Linked DNA regions of Columba livia: region 1 is linked to region 2. Evidence: chromatin contacts called from public Hi-C data. All regions are on one chromosome and are shown on one strand. The core of a region is the stretch at or near the end of the contact, and the rest is flanking DNA. Distances in the headings are between cores, read along the strand shown. Region 1 holds the start of MRPL19 (mitochondrial ribosomal protein L19). Region 2 has its middle 240 kb from the start of EVA1A.

The links. Hi-C and Micro-C count contacts between places; a contact is called where the count stands out from the background.
Region 1: a contact with region 2 is called in a Hi-C map of liver, with 4 times the contacts expected there. The contact joins the promoter of MRPL19 here to the enhancer-like site in region 2. A contact is called at or near these places in 2 of 2 Hi-C or Micro-C datasets (crop and liver).

The regions. Positions count from the first base shown.
Region 1 is chr3:8,116,217-8,122,865 of bColLiv1.pat.W.v2, reverse strand. It overlaps MRPL19 (mitochondrial ribosomal protein L19), which reads right to left and starts at 3,854. Exons shown (of 6, transcript XM_065055763.1): 1 at 3,673-3,854; 2 at 3,338-3,449; 3 at 2,391-2,509; 4 at 1,706-1,840; 5 at 286-467. The coding sequence starts at 3,742.
Region 2 is chr3:7,858,133-7,864,365 of bColLiv1.pat.W.v2, reverse strand. No RefSeq gene overlaps it. Among named protein-coding and RNA genes, the nearest start is that of EVA1A, 240 kb to the left of the region's middle. Within about 2 kb of position 4,880, at least 2 of the 3 cell types and tissues checked have an H3K27ac peak away from gene starts, as active enhancers do.

The sequences.
Region 1 (6,649 bases), core at 2,605-5,104, 260 kb before region 2:
CCAGATCAGTAACAACATGAACATTTACACAGAAAAGCTTTCCTGTCTGCATGGTGTCATATAGACGCATGCGAAGGCTACTACTGCTTGTATGTCTTCTAAATTAACTACTGAGGATGGTAAATGTTTACATCCTCATCATTCTTTCACTATAAAAATAACACAAAGACTTGCCTTACTTTGTATACTTTTGTCACGCTGGTTAACTAGTGTAGCAAAGAGCCCTTTAGCGGCCTAGCAGGACAGCACATACGATCCCCTGCTTTTGAAACATGCAGCTCCTACCTTGTTTACGGGAACTTCTTCATGGTCTAAATGAGACACAGGTTTCATATTCACATCAAAAGTACTATATTCAGGTAGGGCATCTCGCAGGTACATCAGGTTGTCATCCAGCCTCTTTTCCAGCTTCAGGACCTCGATCGCTTGGATTCGAGGACTGTACAGTTCATAACATATTTCAACACCTTAAGAGACAGAAAGTCTGGTTTAATGAATGGAATACATCAGAAATGCTAACACCAAATTTCTTCAGTGTCACACATTGCTGTATTATTCAAGAACTGCTTTTTACCTATACAAAGAACTAACAGTGCTGTGGGCACGTGTCATTCTACACGTGCATTGTGTCTGCACAGGCAAATGCAGATTTCTTTCGTAAGTTAAGTCTTGGATAACAGAACAGCTTAAGAAACATTGAGTGGCTTAAATTTAAGGAAGACAAGCTTAGTTTTTAAACTTTACTCCCTTTTGGTTACAATGGCTGTTACTTTCTATATACATTACACATACAATGAAATAAAGAGACATCCCCCCCTTTCATACTTGCTCTCAGAACACCAGTATTTGCACCTCCCCCAATTTTTATCATAAAACAGAATACAAACCTATTACAAAACTCTGCTAATCTGCTGTGTGTTAAACAGTTCATGCATATGGCTCCAGTTCATTCAAACACCCAATGCTCAAACCAGGCTAATATAATATTCACATGGCTGGCAACAAGCTGCCCAGACTCAAATATAAGCACCACCATAGCAGATCATGTTCAGTCTCCTCGGAATACAGATCTAAAAATCACTAAGTATATACATAAAAAATTACTAAGCAGTTCCATGTATGATCCAAGGGCTGGAACAGCTCTGCTGTGAGGACAGGCCGAGAGCTGGGGTTGTTCAGTCTGGAGAAGGCTCTGGGGAGACCTTATTGTGCCATTTCAGTGCTTAAAAGGGGCCGATAAGAAAGATGGGAACAGACTTTTTAGCAGGGCCTGTTGTGATAGGACAAGGGGTGATGGTGTTAAAACTAAAACAGGAGATTCAGGCCAGTCATGAGGAAGAAATTTTTTACGCTGAGGGTGGTGAAACCCTGTCCCAAGTTGCCCAGAGAGGTGGTGGATGCCCCATCCCTGGAGACATCCCAGGCCAGGCTGGACGGGGCTCTGAGCAACCTGATCTGGGTGAAGATGTCCCTGCTCATGGCAGGGGTGGCACTGGATGAGCTTTGAAGGTCCCTTCCAACCCAAACTATTCTATGCTTCTATACAGTGTCGAACTCGCAGTATCCCCTAGTAGGCAGACTCACTATTTCACTTTACTGTCATCCTCTCCACAGACTAAATTTCTACACCAGATATCCCTTCACATAAAACTTCAACATTTGTTGCTTAACGTCTCCAGCATAATTAGCACAGCTAAAAACCCACCTTGGCCTTCTATAACATTTCGGAGGACAAAGGTAGCGCCGAGTCCTTTTCCACCTCTTTGAATGCAGATGCCTACAAATCGGTTGGTTTTGTTGTTGGCGTACGGATCTGCAGTAGTAACAGCGAGTATGCTGCCTGCCAATAAATAAAATGAAAATAGACTGTTCAGGTAAACACATACCAAAAGGTGGGGAAATATTCACAAAGTGCACATATTTGGTACATTTTGAACATGTTTTATTTTCCATGAAAGCCACCAGGAACAGAATAAACTTCTAACATGACCTAAATTAATATATGCTAAAGTGATTCTGCAGGTTAACTATGAAGCTTCTTCACCTTTACACCTCTACCTTTTATTTTTTACCCTTCGTTATCCAAACTGAATACAAATAATCTAATGTATTTTTCTTTCTTGAGCTTTACTGGCAAGTCATATGCTAAAGTGCCAGGATTGAAAAAAAGCACATAAGAAACACATTAGTATTATACTTTTAATTGAAACCGGATGTAAATATGAAATTAAAATATAAAGTAGTATGTATAGAAATACAGACTAGTTGAACTAACATACCTGACACTATGATGCTCTGTATGATATTCTGCAATACACAACCACACTTTTACCATCCCACCCGACAAAAAATACTGACGAAATTATGAACATTCTAGTGCTGTTACTGACCAACATAGAACTCTGGGATGTTGAAGACTTTCCGTCTCTGTATCATATCCTTTCTTTCTAGAAATAATTTAAGAGGATCTATTCTGCCTCTGGGTGGTATAAATTCAGGGCTCAGGAACCTAGAAGAAAATGCAAACTTTTGTAAGTGTAAAACAAAAGCATTTTCACGAATAACACAGTTGATCTCGAGGTCTAAGTCAAAGGCAGATCACAGTATCACAGTATGTTTGGGATTGGAAGGGACCTCAAAAGATCATCTAGTCCAATCCCCCTGCTGGAGCAGGAACGCCGAGGTGAGGTCGCACAGGAACATGTCCAGGTGGGTTTGAATGTCTCCAGAGAAGGAGACTCCACAACCCCCTGGGCAGCCTGTTCCAGTGTCTGTCACCCTCACTGAGAAGAAGTTTCTTCTCAAATTTAAGCGGAACCTCTTGTGTTCCAGCTTGATCCCATTACCCCTTGTCCTATCATTGTTTGCCACCGAGAAGAGCCTGGCTCCATCCTCATGGCACTCACCCTATGCAGGTGATGCAGGTGTCCCTGTCCCCTTGTGGCACACTGAAAAGATGCACTCCTTTAACAGACAAAAACCTCACACATCAACCCCAAATTTGCAAATCTTTGCTGGCACACATTCTTTTTTCCTGTTTCACTGTTTTCAAGAACTCTAGAACACATCAGGGTTTTTTTGTGTTGTTTTTTTATTATTTTTTTTTTAATTTTAATTTTTTTAAAGCATATTTCAGCTAGAACTTTGCAAACACTTTTTATTGAGTAACACCTTGGAGCTTTAAGAAGGCGCTCACCCAATCACCTGCCTATCAAGTTCTCTATTAAGTTCCTGTTACCCTAGGCCTAGTCGGGTTTCTAAACGACTTTTGCTCCTCTTACCAGTCGGCAGACCTGAACACAAGCCCCCTGTGAGAAGCACCAGGCCCGGTACCCACCTCCTCTCCTCCCTCTGCTTCTGCTTGTCGATAATGACAGGCTTTGGAGGCGGCTGAAATTTCGCCGGCTTTCCATCGCTGCTAATTCGACACCCGGACAAAGAAAGACACCCTGCAGAAAAAAATAAAATAATTTAAACCCCTCCGTGTTTCCAAGCCGAACGGCCCGCAGCGGTGGCGCGGTCCCAGATCCCAGCCCCGCCAAGCACCCGAGGACACCCCCACACTCTTGGGCAAACACGGGCCGCGCTGAGGGAGCGCGGGCAGCCGCTCTCCGCCGCGGGCAGGAGGAGGGGGCGGGCAGCGGGGAATGAGGGGTCACGGTTGGTGCTCACTGGCGGGCCGGGCGGCGAGGCCCAGCACCCCCGCGTTCCGCCGCCATAACCTCCCGCAGGCGGCTGCCATGGCGACTGCGGCCGCCTCCGGCCTCTTGGCGCCTGCGCACAGCGCGGCTACGGCGACCGCGGCGGGACAAAGTGACCCCGAGCGCGAAGCGGGGCTGTGGGTGGTGGCCCTTCCCTCCCGTGGCTGCAAAAGGGAGGCGCTGAGCGGGTCTTGGCTCCTGTGGGGCTTTCCCACACCTAAAGAAAGGGTGCAGGGTTCCTGTGGCTGCTGCCTCACAGGGAAGCCGCTTGGGCTGTCAGCCAGGCGTCCCTTCAAGGGGGAGGAGGCAAAGTGGCTCCGTTCACCACCCATCCCTCAAGGAGATTTTGGGTGGGGGAGGACGCAAAAGGAAAAGCTGGGGGAGCTGGGTCTCTTTAGTTCGGAGGAGACTGAGGGGTGATCTCATTAATGTAATACGTAAAGGGTGAGTGTCATGAGGATGGAGCCAGGCTCTTCTCGGTGACAACCAATGATAGGACAAGGGGTAATGGGTACAAACTGGAACACAAAAGGTTCCACTTAAATTTGAGAAGAAACTTCTTCTCAGTGAGGGTGACAGACACTGGAACAGGCTGCCCAGGGAGGTTGTGGAGTCTCCTACTCTGGAGACATTAAAAATCCTCCTGGACGCCTTCCTGTGTAACCTCATCTGGGTGTTCCTGCTCCATGGGGGGATTGGACTGGATGATCTTTTGAGGTCCCTTCCAACCCCTGACATTCCGTGGTTCTGTGAAAAGGAGGATCAGAGAGTGCTCCTGTCCCTAAAGCAGACATGGAAGGGGAGAGGAGCAGGTGCTGTGGTACTGGGTTGCGAAGCTGGAGCTCCCAGTGTGTCAGTGGGCTTCAGAACACAGTGTGGGCGGTCTCATAGTGCGGGGATCCATCACAGTTTATTAACACTGGCTTTCCTGCACTAAAGTGGTTATGTGGTTTCCAGAAACACGCTCCTGTGTGTTTTAATGGTAGCCTCAGCTAATGATTTTTTATGAGCCTCTGCCCATAGTTCAGGTAACCTGCAGTCACAGTGATTTCAGAGAATCATAGAATCATTCTGGATGGAAGAGACCCTCTAGATTATCAAGTCCGTCTCAAGCTAACTCTGACACTAAACCATGTCTCTAAGAACCTTGTCTATGTGCCTTTTAAACATCTCCAGGGATGGTGACTCCACCACTGCCCCGAGCAGCCTGTTCCAATGCCTCACAACCCTTTTGTGCCGGACGCACTCGACGCCCCCCCCAGCCAAAGCAGCAGCACTTCAGTCCAGGCTCCAGAGGAGGGAAGGGCTGGAGCCACAGCCAGGCCAAGAACTCTTTCCAGGAGAGCCACAAGGAAGCAGAACGGCACACTGAACGCTGGTAACTTGTGGGTGCAGGGAGCTTCGTGCAGATTTTTCCTACCGTATGCAATTTGACTATGAGTCAACCACTTCATTCTATAAATACAACATCCTGGATGAGCCCACTTTGAGCTCTCCCTGCTAAATAAGTAAGTTGTATGGCAATGGTTTTACTACTCATAGGTCATTGGATGAGCCCAATTCAAGTTCAATATTAGTAATTTAGCTTAAGTATGTGCACACCAAATGTAATGGATTATTTAGAAATATAAGGTTGTATGATTTTTAATGTCACAGTATCACAGTATGTTTGGGATTGGAAGGGACCTCAAAAGATCATCTAGTCCAATCCCCCTGCTGGAGCAGGAACGCCTAGGTGAGGTCGCACAGGAACATGTCCAGGCGGGTTTTGAATGTCTGCAGAGAAGGAGACTCCACAACCCCCCTGGGCAGCCTGTTCCAGTGTCTGTCACCCTCACTGAGAAGAAGTTTTTTCTCAAATTTAAGCGGAACCTCTTGTGTTCCAGCTTGATCCCATTACCCCTTGTCCTGTCATTGTTTGCCACCGAGAAGAGCCTGGCTCCATCCTCATGGCACTCACCCTTTATATATTTATAAACATTAATAAGGTCCCCCCTTAGTCTTCTCTTCTCCAAACTAAAGAGCCCCAGCTCCCTCAGCCTTTCCTCACAAGGGAGATGCTCCACTCCCTTCATCATCTTTGTTGCCCTGCGCTGGACTCTCTCCAGCAGTTCCCTGTCCTTCTGGAACTGAGGGGCCCAGAATTGGACACAATATTCCAGATGTGGTCTCACCAGGGCGGAGTAGAGGGGAAGGAAGAACCTCTCTCGATCTACTAGCCACCCCCCTTCTAATACACCCCAGGATGCCATTGGCCTTCCTGGCCACAAGGGCACAGTGCTGGCTCATGGTCATCCTGTTGTCCACCAGGACATTCATGTTACTTGGTAGACTAGATTTGCTAAAATTTTACCAAGGGCAACTGCAGACTACACTAAATGCCTGCAAGATAACGTCTAGCTTGCATTTTGCTGGGAAGGATGGAAATGACTGGGGAAACAACGATCCAAGGCTCACGTGGAGACATTACAGACATCTGCAAAACGGGGCCTGTTTTGCAGTTCACTGAGAAGAAAGGATTTATCCAGACAAAATGGCACCTTCAAGGATATGGACCAAAACCAGTGTCTACAACTGAACAAAACAGAGGCCCACGTGGAGTCAGAGAAAAAAGGTCTAATGGGGAGCAAAAGGACCTGGTGGTGAAATTTTGCTGTTGGACTAAATCATGGTGTGAACGGTCTGTAAAGATATAAAAGTTTGTAGTTTTCTATGCTCGGGCAGACCTCTGTGAAGGTACCTAACTTGAGCCAGCCTTTCTGCTATTCTACTCCATTAAATTATTTGTTTTCTGGGAATTTTGTTTCCTGAAAGTCTGCTTTGCATGCAGTTAAGGACCTCACCTGAAAGTTTGCCACTGGAGCTTTAAAAATAGGATCCAGAGCAAACAGTTGTCAGGGAGGGAAGATGCCCGAAAGTTTGCTTCATGAATGGATACAGGCACCTGG
Region 2 (6,233 bases), core at 3,631-6,130:
TTTAATTTACATGCCGTCCCTTGGTCCCAGACTTTGCTCTATATCAGCCAACCATGAAACCCTAAAGAGCAGGGAAATAAGTTATTTTTGGCTTTTGAATTGCATAATCTTTTAGGTGAGGCATTTTGCAGATGATGGTTGAATAAAGCAAAGTGGTGGAGCTGGCTGCGTGTCTCATTGCCGCTGTGGAGGTGAAGGCGATGAGGTCTGGCGAGGAGTGGCGTTAATGGGCTGTAGCACATGGGAAGTGAGCAGGGTGAGTAATAAGGTCTGGATCTGGGGTTTGACGATTCCCTGAGGTGCCTGAAAGATCCAGCATTTCTGCCTGAGCTGTTAAAGGGTCTGCTGCAGAAGACAAACTGCACGATGAATAAGACCATCTGGTTTTCTCTCTTGCCACAGCAAATTCAATATTAAGGAGCCACAGGGTTTCCAGCTGGGTCCAAAACATCCTGTTTGCTAATGTATACCACATGCAGTAGCTGTATCTAACCAGGCTCCCTCTGGCAGGCTGTTGGTGGCTTTGGGAACATACCAGACAAAGAGGTCTGTAACACACTCCACCAGTGTGTGAAAGGCTACCAAACAGGACCAGTGTTCTGTACAAGCCCTGAAAAGCTATGACCTTGTGCAAACTCACTGATTTCTTTGGGTAATGCAATTAATGGCTGGAGGTCTTCTTGCTTGTTTCCATCACAAGAGGGAGCCCTTGGCACGTTGCTTGCTCATGGCCAAGGAGAAAAATGTACTACCTGGGAAATCCATTTCCACTTTTTACTATAAGGGCTAGAAGGATGGGAAGGGACCAGGACTGTTTGCTGGTCTGCCATGTCAAGCTGATTACAAGAGGCTGTATTTTGCTTCCTTTATTTAAAAAAATAAAGCAAAAAGAGGAAATTGGCCAAAGGTGTCTGATTTTTGGCTGCAGGAAGCAGCACATCTCATAGTGTGGCTTTGACCGTGCGTGGACATGGTTCTTTCCACTCTCTGCTGACCTCAGCCAGACCATGTTGGGGGCACATTCAGGGCCTGTGCGATCCCCAAGAGCTTTTCCAAATTTCATGTTTGTGTAACTGCTTTAACATAACTTTCTGCCTCTGTGTTGCTGCCTTTGCCATCCTTCTCCAGCAGTTACCCTGGCAGGCACATCTAAACAGAAAATCCTCCAGCACTGCTACTCAGGGAAGTGCACAGTGTCCCATGTGATAGATGGCTCCTGGCCAGCCTGCCGAATAGCAGCTGCTTGAGAGAAAAGCCTGCTCTCAGATACATAAATGTGGATTATCAGCAGCCCAGGAGGAGTAAAAAGCCATGGTTCTACATTGTGCGTCACGATTACATCCCCCAGAAGCCATCCTGGACACACAGAGGTCCAAGCATGGAAACCACTGCTGAAGTGAAATGGTGTCAAGCAGATTAGAAAATATTAGAAAATATCCAAATCCAGTGCTTAAAGGCAGTCAGTGAGACATATGCAGGGTCTAAATGTGATTTGTCAGTGAAAGGTATTGAGCATTCAAAGTGGTCGTGAAAGATGAGGATATAAAACTGATGTGCAGATTCACACAGAACCATGTACCTACTTGATTGTGCTCTTATCTGCTAAATCACAGCTTCTGTTACAAGAGAATAGTTGTCCCTACACTTAATGCTTAATGCATGTTAATCAACACAGCAAATTACTCGATTCCCCCAGGTCTTTTTAAGAGCTAACAGCAATTTTCAGCAAGTTACCAGATTGCAAAGGCTGTGACTTTCACAGAACATGTGAGAAAAAATTTCCTGTCTTATATAGAATAACATCTACAAATGAAATTGTTAAATTATATCTGCTGAATTAGCTTGTTTAGTTCACTAGCTTAACAGTAAATAAATTCCCCTGTTTGGTGATCCAGGCTGGGCACTGAAAAGTGGGAGAGATGAAAAATATGTGAGCTTTAGTTAAAAGTGAGCGTCTTCTAGCCTGTCCTGGGCTTTTCACTAACTTACTGATTCAAGAAAGTCAGTTGTTCATGGTGAGTTTTAGATTCAACAAGAACTACTAACTGCACTTCTAAAGCAATCCATTAAAAAAAATATATTTAGGGACAGGTAATGGCCCTGTGAGCTCTCATTTTCCCAGAAAATAGGATTTTCCCACTTCACCTTTTTTCTGCCCAGATGCTTTGAATTAAAACCAACTTATCCAGGGCCCATTTTTCTCTCACTTGTACCAGCGTAAATCAAAAGCTAACCATGTTAATGTCATTGGTGTAAAATTGGAGGAAAAGAGAGAAGAATTAGCCTAGGTAAAATCTAATTTGCTTTTTGTTCCATCTTTTCAAGTTGCAATCCAGATTAAAAATATGGAGCAACATATACAAAAGGAAAATTGACACAGCGTGCCATCTGTCCAGGACAGAAAAATTTAGGATTTCTTTCCTGAACTCCCAGTAAAGCAAACAAAAATGGATAAGGCCCTTCACCAGTTTTACGCTAAGAAAACACAACAAGAAAGCTACACATCAGCTACTGATTGCAATTCAAGCCATCTGGTATAAGCCAGGCCTTGGAGTTCATCTGAAACCCTGGCCACGTAGTGTTAATATGTGTTTATACAGGCACCACAAGCTGCCATTTCAGTTCTCTTGCATCCATATTTGCCATGGCCCACAAGTACAATAGAGCTCTTTTCAGAGATGACATAACCTAGTGTTTTGCAAAAAAACGGGGTGAAAGTTTTCTTTTCATCCTGCCGATGGGAAATGCGTCTTATGTGCTTCAGCAAATTACTGCCTTGAGGCAGAAAAAGCTCTTTGTAACACTTTGGTGCTAAAACAGGTACCTAGTCATCTATCCAGAAGTGTCTAACATAGCTGTATCCCCTGGAGAGCACTGGATGCCTTTGAACTTGCTTTCCCGGCAGTGCTGCTGCATCGAGGTATGCTTTCAGATGCCATTCGTCCCTCAGGAGCTCTGCTCCAGCTGCAGTACACATTTTATGGGGTCTGCAGAAAGAAATGGTCCCTCAGAAAATACAGTAGCTACATTCAGGTGAGTATTTTGCTAGCCTGTCTGTTCTTCTGACAGCCACTGAGAAACGCGAATGCTTTGGTTATAATGCGGCATGCTAGGTGAATCTTTCCCCTTATGAAAACATAGGGGAGCTTGGCTGCAATAAGTCACATTTTCAGACAGGGTTTTGGGCAAGCTGGAGTGGGAAAATGGCCAACATGAAGAGTTTAGTGCCTTCTATGAGATTAAAAGCAGGAGATGCTCGATGTGGGATACATATATCTAACACCACGTCTATGTGAGATGAAGCCATGCACAAGTGGCTGTCATCCTAGTGAATGAAAATGCACTGGGAAAAATGGGGTTAGACCCAGGCACTTCCAAACCCTGAGTCACCCAAGGTGTTTAGGATGTGTCTGCTTCACAAAAACATGAATGACCTGCAAAGCAGATATTCAGCTGTCTTCTTTTGGCATAGCTCTGGGATGTTATTGCCTTCAGTTTCTAGCTTGTCCTTGTGCCGCACATGGTGGATACAGCCAGAAGGAGTGAGATGGCATTTGCCAGAGCAAAATCAAGTTGTGTAAGTATGTTAAGGAGTTCATATCACAATGAGATTTGTGTAAATAAATACCCAACTTGGAAGAAAAACAGACTGAATGAAGTGGAAGTGGCTTAAGTGGCCTTTGAAGTCTCCAAGGTTAGAGCTGTTTTAACCATCATGATCTAAGGACAAAACTGAGTCAGAGTTTGTGGACAGAGATAACATTTTGAAGCTGATCGGGTGTTACAGCTGGTAAAAAGAAACAAGCCCTGTGCTTAGCCTTGGAGAAGTGACTCTCTGCCTGAACATCCAACTATTTTTTCCAGCTATACTTGTTGATCTAATGAAAGATCTTAACTGTCTCCATGAGCCTTGTCTCACTCAAAAATCACAGCACTTAACATTCCTGTCAGTAAAACAACCTTGCTCTCTCATTACTGGGTCACAATATGGGAAGGAAAATCCTTTCATCTTTTTATGGCTAAACTTGATTTTCTGAGTTTCCAGTGGATTACTGAAGCAACCAGTTGTGCTGGTTTAATGATTTCCACCAACCTTCCCTCTGTGCAATGCCATGTAAATGACGATTGACTTGCCACTGAGGATAGTTACTGGATAACTTGAGTTTCACTTTGTCTCACTGTGTCCTACAGCAGACTGTATTTTTTGGGGATGAACAACTGGGTGTTTGTTTTTCCTTTGATACTGCAATTTCTTTACCCAGTCTAGATTCGAGAGTGCAGGCTATTTAAAGCCAGGAATGAACTCGAGCTCAGCTAATCTGATCTCTGCTGTGCCCAGTCTTTACATTTCTGCCTGCGAGGACGGCAGCGAGCCCAGAGCACATCTCTGACTTGTGTTTGGCCGAGGCTCAAGACTCCCAAGTGCTGCTCTGAATATCTGCAGTGCTGGATGCTCAAAGCTCCTCCTGTTATCTTGCACAGTGGTTAAGCACGTTCACTCTTAGCAGACGTGCCAGCTTCTCATTTATAATTCTTCAGCTTTAGTTTCCACATCCTGTCTCTTATTATGACTTTCTTAATGGCTCCAAAACCCCATGACTGTTTTCTGATATTTTCTCTTAAATGTTTTCGTACTCTCAAATGCTCTCCAACACTTTACACAGAATAAATTCTTAAAGGCTTCCAAGTGTAAGGTGTTGTTCCCAGCTCTCGAATATGTGGCTCTTTTCTGTGCTTATTGCCATTGCTTTTTCAACATGATTTTAAAAACAACCTGTGTCAGGACTGTACGCAGTGCTGTTAGCAGTCTCTGATGTCTCTGCTTTAATACTTGCCCATCAGATGAAGACACCTCCAATCTCTCATTCAGAGCTCTCTTGAGTTCTACAGGACCATCTAATTAAATATCACAAAACTTCTATGAAAGCAATTCAGGTTACAAGCCTCTTTTTCACTTGAGTAAAACAAAATGTTGGTGAGTAAATGGTGTGCCCCAGGCAGAGACCAGACTGGTGCCTAGCGGTCCCCTTCTGTACAGGTTAGAAAGTGGCTTTGCCAACATAACCTTTTGCTTTGAAGTCCAGTCAAGTGACTTTTGTTCAGTTCAGAAACAATCGATTTTATTGCTTTCCCATGTAAATAAAAGCTGCATAATGCCACTGGGTGACAAGCAATTTCCTTCCACTCCCCCGTAGAGGAGAAACATTACAGATGATATTGCTTTAGAGTGACAAAGAAAACAGCAATTCATGCATTTTCCAGGAAAAAAAAAAAAAAGACCAGAGTAAAATGTGCCTCCCTACTAAAACTGCAGCTGCAGGCTGCCAGTGCAATGCTACACTTACTGATCCTTTCTTGGAAAGGTGTATTAATTTTTGTTGCACCATGACACCTATAGAAGGAAAGGAGAGGAAAAAACATCATGGCAAAGTGCATCCTTCAGTGGGACTTGTTGTGATCTCCATCCCAGGCATTCCTGGAGCTCAGGACAGTCTTCTCATGCTCTGCCCTCACAACCGTGCTCCCTCTTGATTAATGTGACACTCAGACTCAGAAAAGCTGCAAACTTCAGGCCTGATTCTCTGTCATCTTCTCTGTATGTGATAACAAGTCAAAGCAGAACAAGTCTACACAACAACAAGTGTGAAGCCTGTTGGTGTCACTGGAGTGACTCTTCAGTCCAGCAAAGAAAGGTTCAACCACTGAAACTGGACTCTGATCCACAGCTGAACCATCTCCAGGTCAGGATTAGTTTGGCTCAGAAATAATATTTTTGTTACTACAATGAACCTACCACTCCTGTGGGCTGGGATTACAGTGTTCTTCAAGGTTTACCACAATGAAATGATGCTATTTGTGTCTGTCTGTATTTTGCCTGTTTTGTCCCTAGTATTCAGAGCAAATAAATGCCGTTTAGATTTTAGATGCTTTGGAACTTTTAGACATTATTCATCTCACCTATCTTTAGATGTATGTCAACCATGAAGACCCATACCTGAACCACTTGACTGGGGCTCCTTTTCCAGTCCCTGGAGAGAAACAGGGCTTTTCTGGTGGTGGCAGCTCCACCATATTTCAGATACCTATTTTAGGTCAGGAGAAACCACCTCTATTTCTTTCCTTTGACTACAAAAAGTCTTCAGCTGGTTTGGATGGCATTACCTACAAATAAATCCTTCTTCCTGTGTCTCAAAGGTCAGTTTAATGCTCTCATATAACTTGTTTCATATTCC